Regions from separate parts of the Sus scrofa genome. Here region 2 is linked to region 1. The links are chromatin contacts, called in public Hi-C maps. All regions are on one chromosome and are shown on one strand. The core of a region is the stretch at or near the end of the contact, and the rest is flanking DNA. Distances in the headings are between cores, read along the strand shown. Region 1 holds the start of POLR3E (DNA-directed RNA polymerase III subunit RPC5). Region 2 holds the start of EEF2K (eukaryotic elongation factor 2 kinase).

The links. Hi-C and Micro-C count contacts between places; a contact is called where the count stands out from the background.
Region 2: a contact with region 1 is called in a Hi-C map of embryonic fibroblasts, with 12 times the contacts expected there. The contact joins the promoter of EEF2K here to the promoter of POLR3E in region 1. A contact is called at or near these places in 4 of 5 promoter capture datasets (fetal liver, fetal skeletal muscle and liver), 36 of 47 Hi-C or Micro-C datasets (adipocytes, adipose tissue, alveolar macrophages and 19 more) and 2 of 2 datasets of contacts at active chromatin or transcription factors (alveolar macrophages and skeletal muscle).

What each region holds. Positions count from the first base shown.
Region 1 is chr3:23,878,757-23,885,474 of Sscrofa11.1, forward strand. POLR3E (DNA-directed RNA polymerase III subunit RPC5) reads right to left here and starts at 1,875. Exons shown (of 21, transcript XM_021086481.1): 1 at 1,725-1,875. TRNAL-AAG (a tRNA gene) reads right to left here and starts at 2,106; the gene lies at 2,025-2,106.
Region 2 is chr3:23,978,565-23,985,259 of Sscrofa11.1, forward strand. EEF2K (eukaryotic elongation factor 2 kinase) reads right to left here and starts at 1,667. Exons shown (of 19, transcript XM_003124551.6): 1 at 1,316-1,667.

The DNA of each region.
Region 1 (6,718 bases), core at 625-3,124:
GCACAGAAAACAGACCCCATCAGGGGTTTTGCTCGACAAATGGAAAGGGGACAAGAATGCCAGGTGAGCTAAGGAGGTGTTCAGAGCAGAGGAGCAGCCTGAAGGCCCCAGCCAGCTGCATCCATCTATGCTGTCCACCAAACTGAAAAGCAGAGGGGACTGCAAATAATCTCCAGCTCCTAGAGGGAGTGAGATAGGGTGAGGACAAGATGCTTCGGAGTTAAGGGGAAAGGCCCCTGGGCAAATAGTCTCAAGGTCCGGGTTCTTATTGGCTGTGTGCCCCTCCACACGTTCCCCCCCTCTTTGGGTCATCCCTTTCCACTTCCATTCAAGGGAAGGATAGCCTAGGGGCTAGAAGAATTACCTCTTAAAACTAGAGTCAGACCCTCCCTTCTCCAAGAACTTAAAATACATATTCCCATTTCTCTGCTCAATAGCCCTTTAAATCAAGATTTACCATCTCCAATTAAGAAAGCAGAAAACAAAGTTCAGAGTGTTAACTTACCCCAGGGTCACAGTGCTGGAGAACGGCAGAGCTAGGACACAAACCTAGGTCTAGCTGATGGCAAAAGATCCTTATTCTGGTTCTTAACTACTATGCTGCAGGCATCTTTAACAAAAAGCAGGATAGTACGGTGGGTAAGAGCATGGACTCTGAGGCAGAACTCTGTAAGTTCAAATCCCAGGTCTGCTGCTCGCTACCCTTGTCCCACCTGGAGCTGTTTGATCTTAGGACTGCTCGTTATTTTCATCCCTAAAATGGGGATAACAAAAGTACCGACCTCAGAGGACTGTGGTGAGGGTTAAATAAGGTATAAATGTAAGCCAAGGACAGGTTTGTTACAACTTGGCACATTTTCTTCCAATATAAAAGGGTAGGAGATCTAGCCAGGAATCAAAATGCTGTAAGCTGGGGCTTCTCCCGCCTTACCCTACTTAGTCCTCACCACAACCCTATGAGGTGGGGAATTCTGTTATCCCCATTTCACAGATAAAGAAATTGTGAAGCTTGCTAAGAGCTCTTTCTGCCCCCAAGCCCCAACGATTCTAAAGCTAACACAACAGAGCGACCTTGTTTATTTATTTACTGGTTTACTTGACGTGCTTACTGACACCTCTTCCGACCAAATGGTCAGGGCTGTATCAGCCGCCCGTAGTTGGTTTTCAATTAGCCCTGAGTGGTGGCTGGAATAAATGAATGAAGAAATCCGGGCCTGGCCGCGCGGAGGCTGCTCTGGTTCAGCAGCCAGGAGAGGGCCTGGGTATCCTCCCCCTGCCCATCAGGGCGGGCCGCCGGCCCCGAGCCACACTGTCCAATGGGTTTCGCCTCCCTCGCGGGTGGTCAGGCCCCCTTCTCACGCCCACCACGCAGCCATCGCTACGAGCCGCCACGCCGGCAGGTCACCGGCTGCCTTCGGACAGGTGCTCCCATAAGGAGGCCCGCCTGAGCCGGGCGGGGCAAGGCGGCTGGCCCCTGAGTCACCGCCGGCAGCCTCGGCCGCGGCCTCACCAACCACCGGGCCCAGCCGAGGTCGAAGCCCGCGGCCGGCCCAGGTCGACTGAGGCAGGTTGCCCGTCCTTCCCCCACCGAGTCCCGAGCGGCCCCCGGCCTCTGGGCACCGCGCGGCGCGGGCCTCCCGGCCTACTCCGCAGCCCAGCCCAGGCCCACCTCCTGAGTGCGGCCCGGCTCCAGCCCGGGCAGGCGCAGCCCACTCGGCACTCACCTCTCCGCGGGGCCCGCAGGCGGGCGGCTGCAACGGCCCAGGTACCCGCGGGCTGCAGAGGCGGCGGCGGCCCGGCTCTTCTCTCAGGCAGCGGCCATGTTGCCGGTGGAGAAACTCGGGCGGACACGTGGGGGGAGCAGGGCCAGCCCTCGCGCTTCCTTTTACCCACAATGCCCCGCCCCGGCGCACGCGGACCCGCCCCCCTCCGCCGCTCCATTCATGAGGTGAGCCAGCCCTTCCCGGCAGCAGGGGGCGCTGATGCTGGCGCAAAACAGCTGCAAACCGTCAAAAGATTGACCTTGGCAGCGGTGGGATTCGAACCCACGCCCCCGAAGAGACTGGAGCCTTAATCCAGCGCCTTAGACCGCTCGGCCACGCTACCCGGTTATGCAAAGTGCCTTCCAGAAAACTACTTCATACGTTTATGTGCATTTGCGTGTACGTTTCTTCTTCCGCTTAAGTGCTTTACTTCATCTTAATAGAACTATTTAGAATATACCAGGTACAGAAAATAAAATATTTCCTCTAATATTTAGACCAGTCTTGTTCCGAACCGATCTTAGAATGAAAAGCAGTTTAAGAATCTGTATTCTTAGTGGGCATTAAACCCGGAGACCCTAAATTAACCCACACGGAAGACATCATGGACTTCAGCAGTAACCTGCGCCAGGGGCTCCAAAAGCCAAACCAGGGGGATTTTCGAGTGGGCCGTTTTCTCTAAAAGCTCAGGTGTTTTCATTTTTAGTTACACAAGTTTTATGTGGGTTATTGCAAAATATTAAAATTTTTCAGACGAAGTACCAATGTTCTTTTACCTTTGTCCCCCATTGAAGTCCCTCCACTTAGTACACTGTGTATCCTTCTGGATCTTTTGCTGTGAATTTATATGGATATATACGGATATATTCATATGGATAGATATATCCATGGAGAGTGTTTCGTTTTTATCATTGTGGATTTTTACATGAATATAAATATTATTATACTATGATTATCTGCAGCTGACTTTTTTCACCCCACTATGTTTCTTAAATATCTATCCAGGTTGATACATATATAGATATTTAAAAATACAGAAAAAGCGCAAAGAAAAAACAATTATCCATACACCCACCACCTAACGTTGTGGCATTTCACTTTCAATTTTTTTCCTATGTATACTTTTTTCCCTACCTATATGCTTTTGTTATTAAAAGTACGAATATGTTGTCCTTTAAAAAATCCATTAAAAATATTAGACCATTACAAATAAAAATGGACTATTACAAATAAAAATAAAAGCCTCTTCCCAAATGTCATGAATTTGATGCGTATCCTTCCAGTCCACTTCTCATACTTTTCTATCCACCTGTCCACCCCTGTGTACATATACCCAGGAACAATATATACTATGATTTTTTGCTTTTCATTTATGTAAACCTTACTATATTGTACTTATATCATTCTGCCACTTGCTTTTCTACTCTAGTTATGTTTTTTCTATTTATTTTTGACAGATGTAGATCTAATTTATTCCATGCTATGAATATGGAATTTACGTTGTTTATATTAAGTTGTTAAATTCAAGTTTCTGGTAAATATCCAGTTGGCACACACCCTAATATTTGGGCAGTTCATATTCCTCCTTCTCTTCAGTTCCTCTTCAACCCTTTTTTTCCTCCCTTCATGTTAAGTATTGATATGCAAAGATTTCATTGTCCTGGGAGAGTTTGTTAAAGGAATCTTTTAAAAAATACAGAAAAAGCCATCTATCTAGACCAGAGCAGGCACAAAGAGCAGAGCAGGGATCAAAGCTAAATGAGGAATAGTCCTTGAGATCAAGGAAAACATTGATCCAGGCAGAATGTTATAGTATCAGGAGAGACTGTATTTGTTTTTCACTTGTGCGCTGGGTTTTCCAAAAGGAGGACAATTGGGGGAATCTCTGCCTGATCCCTCTTTTCCAGGAATTGCCTGACCAGCCCAGAGTCTATCCAAAGTCGGTCCCCAGGCAGCCACCTTTGTGCTCTGGTCCCTTCTTCCACACCATGTCCCAGGGGCTCAATGGTAAATATTGGACGGGGGTTGGGTCATTCAGATTCTCAATCTGAACTGAGACAAGATGAGTTCCTGATTTATTTTGACTGTGTTAAGGGTTGGAGTTAGTCTCTGAGATTGACTGGAACTAGGGAGAAAGTGGGAGTTGGGGTGGCCGTATTCTGTGAGATGGACTAGAGAAACAGAGGAAGCCAGTGTACGTAAAAAGAATGATAAAAATGAGAAGAAGAGCAGAGGATCATAGAGAAATCCTGATGGTGTTGTGGCTCCCATCTCAAGATTCTTCCCAGAGCCCAGGAGATTTCATGTTCTTCAGAGACATCCCTTTATCATGGTAATGAAGTCCTCTTTTCTGCTAAAGCTAAGGCTATTGGGTCAATTGGACCAAAGACCCTCAAAAAATAAAGTTTAAATTTAAAAAAAGAACATCAATTGCATGATAATGGCTCAAATACAGCTAAAGATATTTCTGCCAGAATATTCTGGAGCAATTCAGCTCTGTGCCTACCCAAACGTACTCAACCGAATGCTTAACAGAAGCCTGTGGGGATACAGGCTGATCCTAGAAGGCAGAGCACAGGGCCTCCTTTTGCACATTTCTTGCAGACCTGGAGCCCCATTACCCAGCTGTCTTGTGACAATCAGATGTGAAACTAGTAAGCAGGAGAAGCAGAATATTGCATCAGAACTCCTGGACCCACGGGGTCCCAGCAGCTTTATGTAGGGGGAGAATCCTTGACTGTCCCTTGGCGGGTCCAATCGGCTGCCCCTTGGTGTGGCTAATGGGGCAGGTGGAGGGGACTGGGCAAGCACCACAGATCAAACACTGTCCATTTGTCCCCCATCCCCATTCTAGAGGCCTGTTAGGCCGAAGGGCGTCCGCCTCCAGCTGTGGGCAGTGCGGATGGACATGGGGGTTCAGTCCTGGATCCCCTCCACTCTTCACTCCTTTGCTCCTGCAAAAGGAAAATCATCTCAAACTTGGTCTGAGACCACACCGTACCTGCATGAATCTCCCTCTGGAAAGAACTTAACATTCCTGAAAAAAAGGCTTAACCATTTTTCTTCGGAAATTTATTGGCATTGAGATTTGTACTGGGAAACTAATTTTCCGCCCACCCAGCTGACTGCCGGTTATCGGTCAAGGAGGTAGTGAATGGTAATAGGACATTTTCTCTCCCTCTCTCTCTCTCTCAACAATGATTATTTAATCATTCTCTTGTCCTGTAAAATGTCTCTACCAAAATAAAAGTCAGAAGAGTATCGTCTGGGGGAGGTGGGGGCTGAGGGAGATTTCTGGGGTGCTGCAAATGTTCTCAAATCCAACAAGCTCTGCACTTGAGATTGTGCAGTTTACTCCTTGTAGGTGGATACGGTAATAAAAAGTACATTAAAGAACATGCCCCTAACCAAGTATGGACCCTAGAACTACCCTCCCTGAGGCTTTATTTACATTTGCAAAAAGATTGTAATACATTTTTGGCATAGGCTTGCAATAAAATAATCTGAAAACTTTTCTTTAATGCTTCCCTCTAATCTTCAGGGCCCGTTTTCTCTTCCTGGGAATCTGTTGCTTTTGCCTTTCCAGAATCCTTTCCCCCGCTTTTCTGCTTCCAATTCTTATTTTCCTTGAGGAAACACTCCTCCCTGGGGGGCTTGAAGGAGCTGTCAATTAAACACTAAGGGGGCGGGCATAAGATCCAAATTAGGCCAATCAGATGCTTTATCCTGGGAACTTGAATCTGGAGACCAGACACAATGATTTCTCTCGCGAGTGGGGCTGGCAGGGGAACGGTTACCTTCTGCTAGATCCCCACACGTGCCCTGGAACCTCCCTTATTTATTTATTTTTATTTATTTATTTTAAAATATGGAATGCTTCACGAATTTGCTTGTCATTCATATGCAAGGGCCATGCTAATCTCTTACTGTGGTCATCTTGTATATGTATGTGCTGCCCAAGAGAGCACTCCCTTTCTGGGGCCTGATTGTGTTTCCCTTTTCTCTTCCAATATAGAAGCTACTTCCTTCTCAAAACGAGTGCTTCTTTGGTAATAATGTTAGCCAGGGTCAATTTCTCTTACCTGCAACCAAGGAGGGAAAAAAAAAAAAAAAAAAGCTACACGTACCTAATCATAGGCTGTTTTGAGCTAATTCCTCCACAAAGCAAAAAATGGTAACAATTGTAACTGTTCCACTGTGGAACAACTCAGAGTGCCTGCTCCTCTGGCTCCTAGAATTTCCTCTCCTATTATTCAGGTTTTTTTCCTTTTGTTCCACTTCCTGGGAGATTTCTTTAACTTCATTCTCCCAGCCGTCTATTAAGTTACTCATTTTCCTAAGGGTGTATTCAATTTACAAGAGTTGTTTGCTTTGTGAGTTCTTGGAATCACATCTTGTTCTTTTTTTCATGGATGCGGTATTTTATCTAAGAATATTGTTTTTTATTACTTCTTTTTTTTCTCCAGGCATATTCTATTTCATCCAAATGCTGTCCTCTGTTGGTTCGATCTGTTATATGAAATGCTTTCCTTGCCTATGGCTCTTTGGGTAGCAGTTCAAGCTTAAGAAGGGGGCTCTAGGAATTCCCTTGGTGGCTCAGCAGTTAAGGAAACCGGCTAGGATCCATGAGGATAAGGGTTTGATCCTTGGCCTCACTCAGGGGGTTAAGGATCCTATGTTGTGGTGAGCTGTGGGGTAGGCTGGCAGCTGTAGCTCTGATTTGACCCCCTAGCCTGGGAACCTCCATATGCCTCAGGTGCAGCCCTCAAAAACAAAATGAAACAAACAAAAAAGAATGGGGTTCTTCTGGTGGCTTAATGGGTTAGGGATCCTGAGTTGTCACTACTGTGACTCTGGTTATTGCTGTACTGCGGCTTCAGTCCCTGACCTGGGAACTTTTATACGCTGGGACACAGCAACACTCCCACCCCCTACCCCCCTGGCAAAAAAAAAAA
Region 2 (6,695 bases), core at 417-2,916, 100 kb after region 1:
GTGCAGCGGAAACAAATCTGACTAGGAACCATGAGGTGGTAGGTTCAATCCCCGGCCTCACTCAGTGGGTTAAGGATCCGGTGTTGCTGTGAACTGTGGTGTAGACTGCAGACACACCTGGGATCTGGCTTTGCTGTGGCTTTAGGCTGGCGGCTACAGCTCCGATTAGACTCCTAGCCTGGGAACCTCCATATGCCGGCTGGTGTGGCCGTAAAAAGACAAAAAAAAAAAAAAAAAAAAAAAAAAAAACCAAACAAACAAACAAAAAAACGCAACATCAAAGAACTTGAGAGGAAAGGGAGGCGGCAATCCCAACCATGTTACACCTGAATTCCCGTCATCAAGCAATATATTTGTTGAATACACACGTGAGCCAAAAGAATGAATGTGAGGTGTTGTGGAGCCCACAGAGGGAGAAGACACCTGCACAACTCCACCCCTATACCCTTCCTCCTCCCACTGGCATCCTTTCCAGCTCAGCTCAAGCATCACTTTCTTCAGGAAGTCTTGCCCAATAACCTTCCCCCCAACACACACACACACAGCGTTTGCTCTCCGCTCTCACCTGCTCGCTCTATATTCCCACAGTTCCGGGTATCTGCCCTTGGCTCATTCTGAGCCTCAAGTTCCTCCTCCGTAAAATCAGAGGGGGTGGACAATGTCCTGGCTGATGGGCCCCAAGGCAGGCAGCTTCCAGGGTGGAGGTCCCAGAAGTCAGGCTCTCACACCGCGTCCCCACGGGGCAGACGGAGCAGCCCCCCTCCCTCTCACTAGCCGGACAACCAGGCTGGTTCCCCGCGTTCCCCCAGGCCCGCGGAGCGGATCTAGGCCGGGACTCACCCGGTAGGCTCCCGCCCCCGCGTCGCCGCCCGCATATTAATGCCCAGTCTCTTGGCGCACACGTCCCCGGAGACTGCCAACACCCGAACTCCCGCAGCCAACAATGCAGCAAGGGCGCGTCTACACTGTCCTCGGGGTTCTGGGAATTAGGGCCTCTTGTTCGGGGGCCGGGGAAGGGGACGTGGCTCTGGGCCCTGCAGGGGAAGGAAGGCAGGGCTGTCCCCACCCTCTGCGGGCCCCGAGGCGCCCCGGCTGGCGGCCCCCAAGCTGCCTCTCCCACACCATCACGTGCCGAGTAGTTTTCCTATAGTCACTGCCGTGAATCTGCACGACGGCCCCATTTTACAGAAGCAAACACTGAGCCCCGAAGAGCCTAACCCTCACCCGTCCCTTCCGCCTGGGTCCTCACTTTTAAGCCCCAGCCTGTTTGCAGCGCCCGATCCCGGCTCTCAGAGCCAACCGCCACCCCACCTACCTGCTCCGGGCGGACAGGCGAGGCAGCCGCTGCTCACGGCCGCGAGGATCCAGAGGAGCTGGCAGAAGCTCGTGGCCCGGTGCTCCAGGGTGCAGGGCGGGCGGGCCCCCCGAGAGCGCCGGGGAGCGGAGAGCCGGGCGCGCAGGCGGGCGCTCCAAGGAGGCAGCTGCGGCCGCCGGACCGATCCCGGGGCGCAAGGGGGCACGCGGGGCTGCTGGAAGGATCCCGTGTGCTGGGGGCGCGTTCCAAGGGCGCGGGCGCAGACCACTGTCTGCGGAGCTGGGGCGGCTGCAGCGCTGGGTGTGCGGGCGGCGGATCCCCACTGGAGCCGAGCTGGAGCTGGGGCTTGGGTAGGAGGAGGCAGGCAGGGGCGGGGCCACGGCCGGGCGGGCACTCGGTGCATCGTTCACGTGGCCGCCCTCCCGTGGCCGTCACCGCTTTTGCAGCCGCCGCGTGGACCTGCCGGCGCTCCGTCCCCAGCTCCCCAGCCTGCTGAGTATACGGCTTCAGGGCCCATCGGGTGGGGAGGGCCTGGCACTGACCCGCCAAGGGACAGCCAACTCCTCCCTTGCGCACCGCACCTTACCATCCTCCATAGCTGGCTGCCTCGTTCTGTATTCAAGTCCTTTCCAAAGAGTGATCGCATGTCGTCGTTGGTACTTCTCTAAGCATAACCTTAAAATATTTTTATCAAGAATGGATCGCCCCCCCATCCCACCCCGGATTTCTGCTTCGTAAAAACTTAGGCGCTTATGACTACGGCAATCATGTGTATAATTTTTCTATTCTTTATTTTTGTCTTTTTAGGGCCCCACCCACTGGCATATGGAGGTTCCCAGGCTAGGCCTCTGAGCCGAGCTAAGGCTGCTGGCCCACGCCACAGCCACAGCATCGCTGGATCTGAGCCACGTCTGCGACCTACACCACAGCTCACGGCAATGCCAGATCCTTAACCCACTGAGTGAGCCAGGGATCAAACCTGCCACCTCATGGTTCCTAGTTGGATTTGTTTCCGGGGCGCCACGTCAGGAACACTAACTTTTAAATGTTTTCAATTTATAATGTTGTGCCAATTTCTGCTGTACAGCAAAGCAACCCAGTCACACATGTACATACATTCTGTCTCTTATATCATCTTCCATGGTGTCTATCTCAAGAGACTGGATACAATTCTCTATGCTATACAGTAGGAATGTGTATAATTGTTTAATATCATCTCTAGAGGTCCCTGACCTGCCTAGTACATTGCTGTCTGTATTCCTGTTAGCACATGGCCTGGCACATAGTAAGTGCTTAATAAATGCCTGTGATATGAATGAATAGATATGAAAAGTTATAAAGAAGAAAAGGCAATAAAACGAATGATAACTACTGTGCACACATGGATATTCTTCCAGATAAACCTTCTAGGGAAATTTTAGAAATTTCACAACTCTTAGAAATAAAAGTAACAGTGATGTTTATCGAGTGATTTATCTCATTCCTCTTCACACCAACCCTAGAGGTAGGTCTCACTAGCTTTACTCTACAGATCATAAAAATGAGGCTTTAACAAATACCGTAGGATGTCGCTTATATCTGGAATCTAATATACGGCACAAATGAAGCTTGTCACAGAAAAGAAATGCATGGACTTGGAGAACAGACTTGTGGTTACCAAGGTGGGGGAGGGAGTGGGATGGACTGGGAGCTTGGGGTTCATAGATGCAAACTACTGCATTTGGAGGGGATAAGCAATGAGATCTTGCTGTGTAGCACAGAGAACTATATCTAGTCACTTGTGATGGACATGATGGAGGATAATGTAAGAAAAAGAATATACGTGTGTGTGTATGTGACTGGGTCGCTTTGCTGTACAGTAGAAAATTGACAGAACACTGTAAACCAACTACAATGGAAAAAATAAAAATGATTTTTAAAAATGAGGCTTTAGAGATACATTTGCCCAGCAGATGTCCAAGGTGGCTCTTCTTGGTAAAGGGCATCTTTATTTCAGGGCTCCTGCTGGTTTGGGGTTAAAAAAAGAGAGAGAGAGAGAAATTTGAAGGACCCCCCCTCTTCTCCTGCAGGTAGGATGGAGGGACGGCCCCATGCGGAAGCAGCCAGGTGATTTGAGAAGGATGGGGAAAAGCTCCCAGTTGGGTGATGGCTTGTGGGGGCTGTTTAAACAGTTTGTGGTGGGATGTGAGACATAGCCCCCTCCCTACACCCCAAAGAGTTCTTTGGTCAAAGCCTGGAATGGTGTGACCAAATTCTCCCATGGAACTGGAGGGAGTGCTGAGTGTTCAGGTGAGTCCCAGGCAGACACAGAGAAACAAGTGTGGGCAGGCCAGAGACAGAGCTGCTATCTAGGTATCCATGTAGGCTATTTACATTTTCCTAACAAGAGTAGACTCTTATCTATTGCTCCTTGCTTTCCCTGAACACTAGCTTGTAAACATGTTTCTGTTGTCAAGGGCCACCTGTCATTTGTAACGCCTGCTTTGATGCACCTTTTTGGGGTTGTCATAAGAGCTGATATTTACAGGCCATTCACTTTGTGTCAGGCACAGTGGTAACCACTTTACAGACCTTCTCTCTTTTAATTCTCATCACGACCCTCTTATTTTGCCCACTTTGTACACAAGGAGGCGGGAGACAGGGTGAGTGACCCTCCCAAGGTAACAGAGTTAGTAAGTGGCAGAACCAGGATTGGACCCAGGTCCAGGTATATACGGACCCCTCCAGCGTCCTGTCCCTAAGCCTTGCCTCTTCCGTTTTTGTGGACCCTAAAAATGCAGGTCCCACTGGGAGAGTGAAGTTCTTCAGTTTACCAGCAGCCAGGGCCTCTGCAGGGACTAGGTTCAAGTTTATGAGGCTTGGAGAACGGGTGACAGAGAGGTAGCATTTCACAAGGTGATGAGGGGAATGAAAAAAAAAAAAAAAAAAGAAGAAAGAAAGAAAGAAAAAAAAGGAATGGTCCTGAGACCCATGGCTGAGTGTTTTACCCTTTGGCGTCTATGCTACAAGTTTCTGAAAACACAAGACCTGAAAGACATATATCATTCTGGTTTGAACTGTTGGCTCCTTTACTTACCTTGAGAAAACTCCTCTGGCTTTTTGGCAAGAGTCAAAATTGCACCATACACCCACAGCATGTGGAGGCGCCCAGGCTAGGGGTGGAATTGGAGCTGTAACCATGCTGGATCTGAGCCATATCTGTAACCTACACCACATCCTTCATGTACTGAGGGAGGCCCAGGATCGAACCTGCACCTTCCTGGTTCCCAGTCGGATTCCTTAACCACTGCGCCATGACAAGAATTCCTATATTCTGTCTTTTAAGGAACCTCCATGGTGGTTGTACCAATTTACATTCCCACCAACAGTGTAGTTTTCTCTACCCCGTCTCCTGCATTTACTGTTTGGGGACTTTCTGTTGATGGCCACTCTGACTGGTGCGAGGTGATACTTCTTTGTGGTTTTGACTTGCATGTCTCTAATAATTAATGATGCTGAGCATCTTTTCATGTGTTTTTTTGGCCATCCGAAAAAGCACTTTCTTTGACCAAAGCATTGTCAGAGTTTCACTGGGTAGAGAAATGAAAGGTGGTTTTATTTTCTAATTTGTGCTTTGCTTTCTTAGCTTAGAGTCTCAGCAAAAACAGATATGACTTTAGCAAAAGTTATTTTTAACGCTCAGTTAAAAAAAAAAATAAAACCCAAACAGAGCCTAGTTGCCCTGGCTCCTGTGGTGTCCCCACCCTTGCCTGGCTGGGCCTGGCTTTTTCAAGGGAACTTCCCTTCCAGCCTCACCCGTACAGGCATACATTGCTGCAGAAGCTGGGTCAGGGCTAATGCAGAAGCCTGCAGGCAAACAAGCCTGCTGGCTGGAGCAATGCACTCCTGGTCTTGCTTCTACTGGATTTTGTTCTGTTGAAGCACCTCTGGCAGGAGGGTTCTGAGCAGCTGTGGAGAGCTGCTTTTTGCCTGATCTGGCCTAGTAGGTACTGGATAAATGTTCACTTGAATTAAATTATCGGGGATGGGGGAATGGGGGGGGGAGTAGAGTTCTGTTACCAAGTCCAAGCTCATATTTCTCATCACAGGACAGGCCAAGAAATTGAGAGATGAGGTGTTGGGGCAAGAAATGGTGACTTTATTTGAAAAGCAGCAAACTGAGAAGATGGTAGAACAGTGTCCCAAAGAACCATCTTACCCAAGTTAGAATTCAGGCTTCTTTTATACTAAAAGGGGAGCAGGGGTGGGGGTGGGTAGCTGGTTGCTGCAAACTTCTTGGTGGCAGAATCCTTTGTTCTTGCAGGCCACCTAGGTTTGGTCACAGTCAGTATTTCTTTAAACCTCTAACAAGCCAAAGGTTATCCTCTGTTCTACAACTTTTTTTTTTTTTTTTTTTTTTTGGCACCCTTAGCATGCAAGCCAGTGATGAAACTCACGCCACAGCTGTAACAAGAACCACAACAGTGACAATTTATCCTGCTAAGCCAGGAGGGAACTCAGTTTGTTCTGCAACTTTTTAGCTCTGTGTGAGTGGAAAAGTGCTCTACCTTTTAAGGTCAGAGCCTAGAGAAGGGCTCTCCTGTAGGTTTCATGCCATAGGCAACATTTCTTTACAAAAGGTGCAGAGCCAGCATAACAAAGCACAGGCAACAGAGCACAAAGGTTAGAGCTAAAGGAATAGATTCAATATGAGGTCAGATTTGTCTTCTCTGCTACAGTTGCTGCTAGCAAATAGTCCAACTAGGGGAGAATGCTTTGAGTCATTTGAGTCATTTGCTGGGGGATTTCCGCTTCCTTCTTGTGGCCACAGGGGGTGAACTTTCAGAAGAGCAGACTACTATTAATTCTGGGTGGCAGGAAAAGAAAGTTTGCTCTGTATACACTGATGTGTTCCGTATTTGCTCTAAATTTACTGCATTTTTAAAAACACACTGACATAGTCTAAAAAAGAGCACTTAGTCTTGGGAGTCTAGAGAATGCTGGTTCTGCCCAAGGCAGTTAAAACAAGTTACTCAGGCTCTCATATCCTCAGTTTCCCCCCTCTGTAAAAAGTAGATAATAGTGATGATTGAGGGAGCCTACACAAGGCAATGATATGTAAAAACCTTCAATGATTTTCCTCCCTGGACCTGTGATCCTTACTTACATCGTGATAGCAGGAACTAACCCATCCCAAGGCTGCAGAACTTCCCCGAAGTAGGGCTAGAGAGTCCACAAGATGCGGATCCAGCCGGTTCCCCTCAAACCCTGGTTCCCATCGGGACCGCCAGCCAGGCCAGGAGCAAGAGGCAGCGCGGCACTGCCCCCACCTGGCCACAGGCAGTATCCCACGCTCATGAAAAATCAATGGCAAACATGAGGAATAAATATTGATATTAAC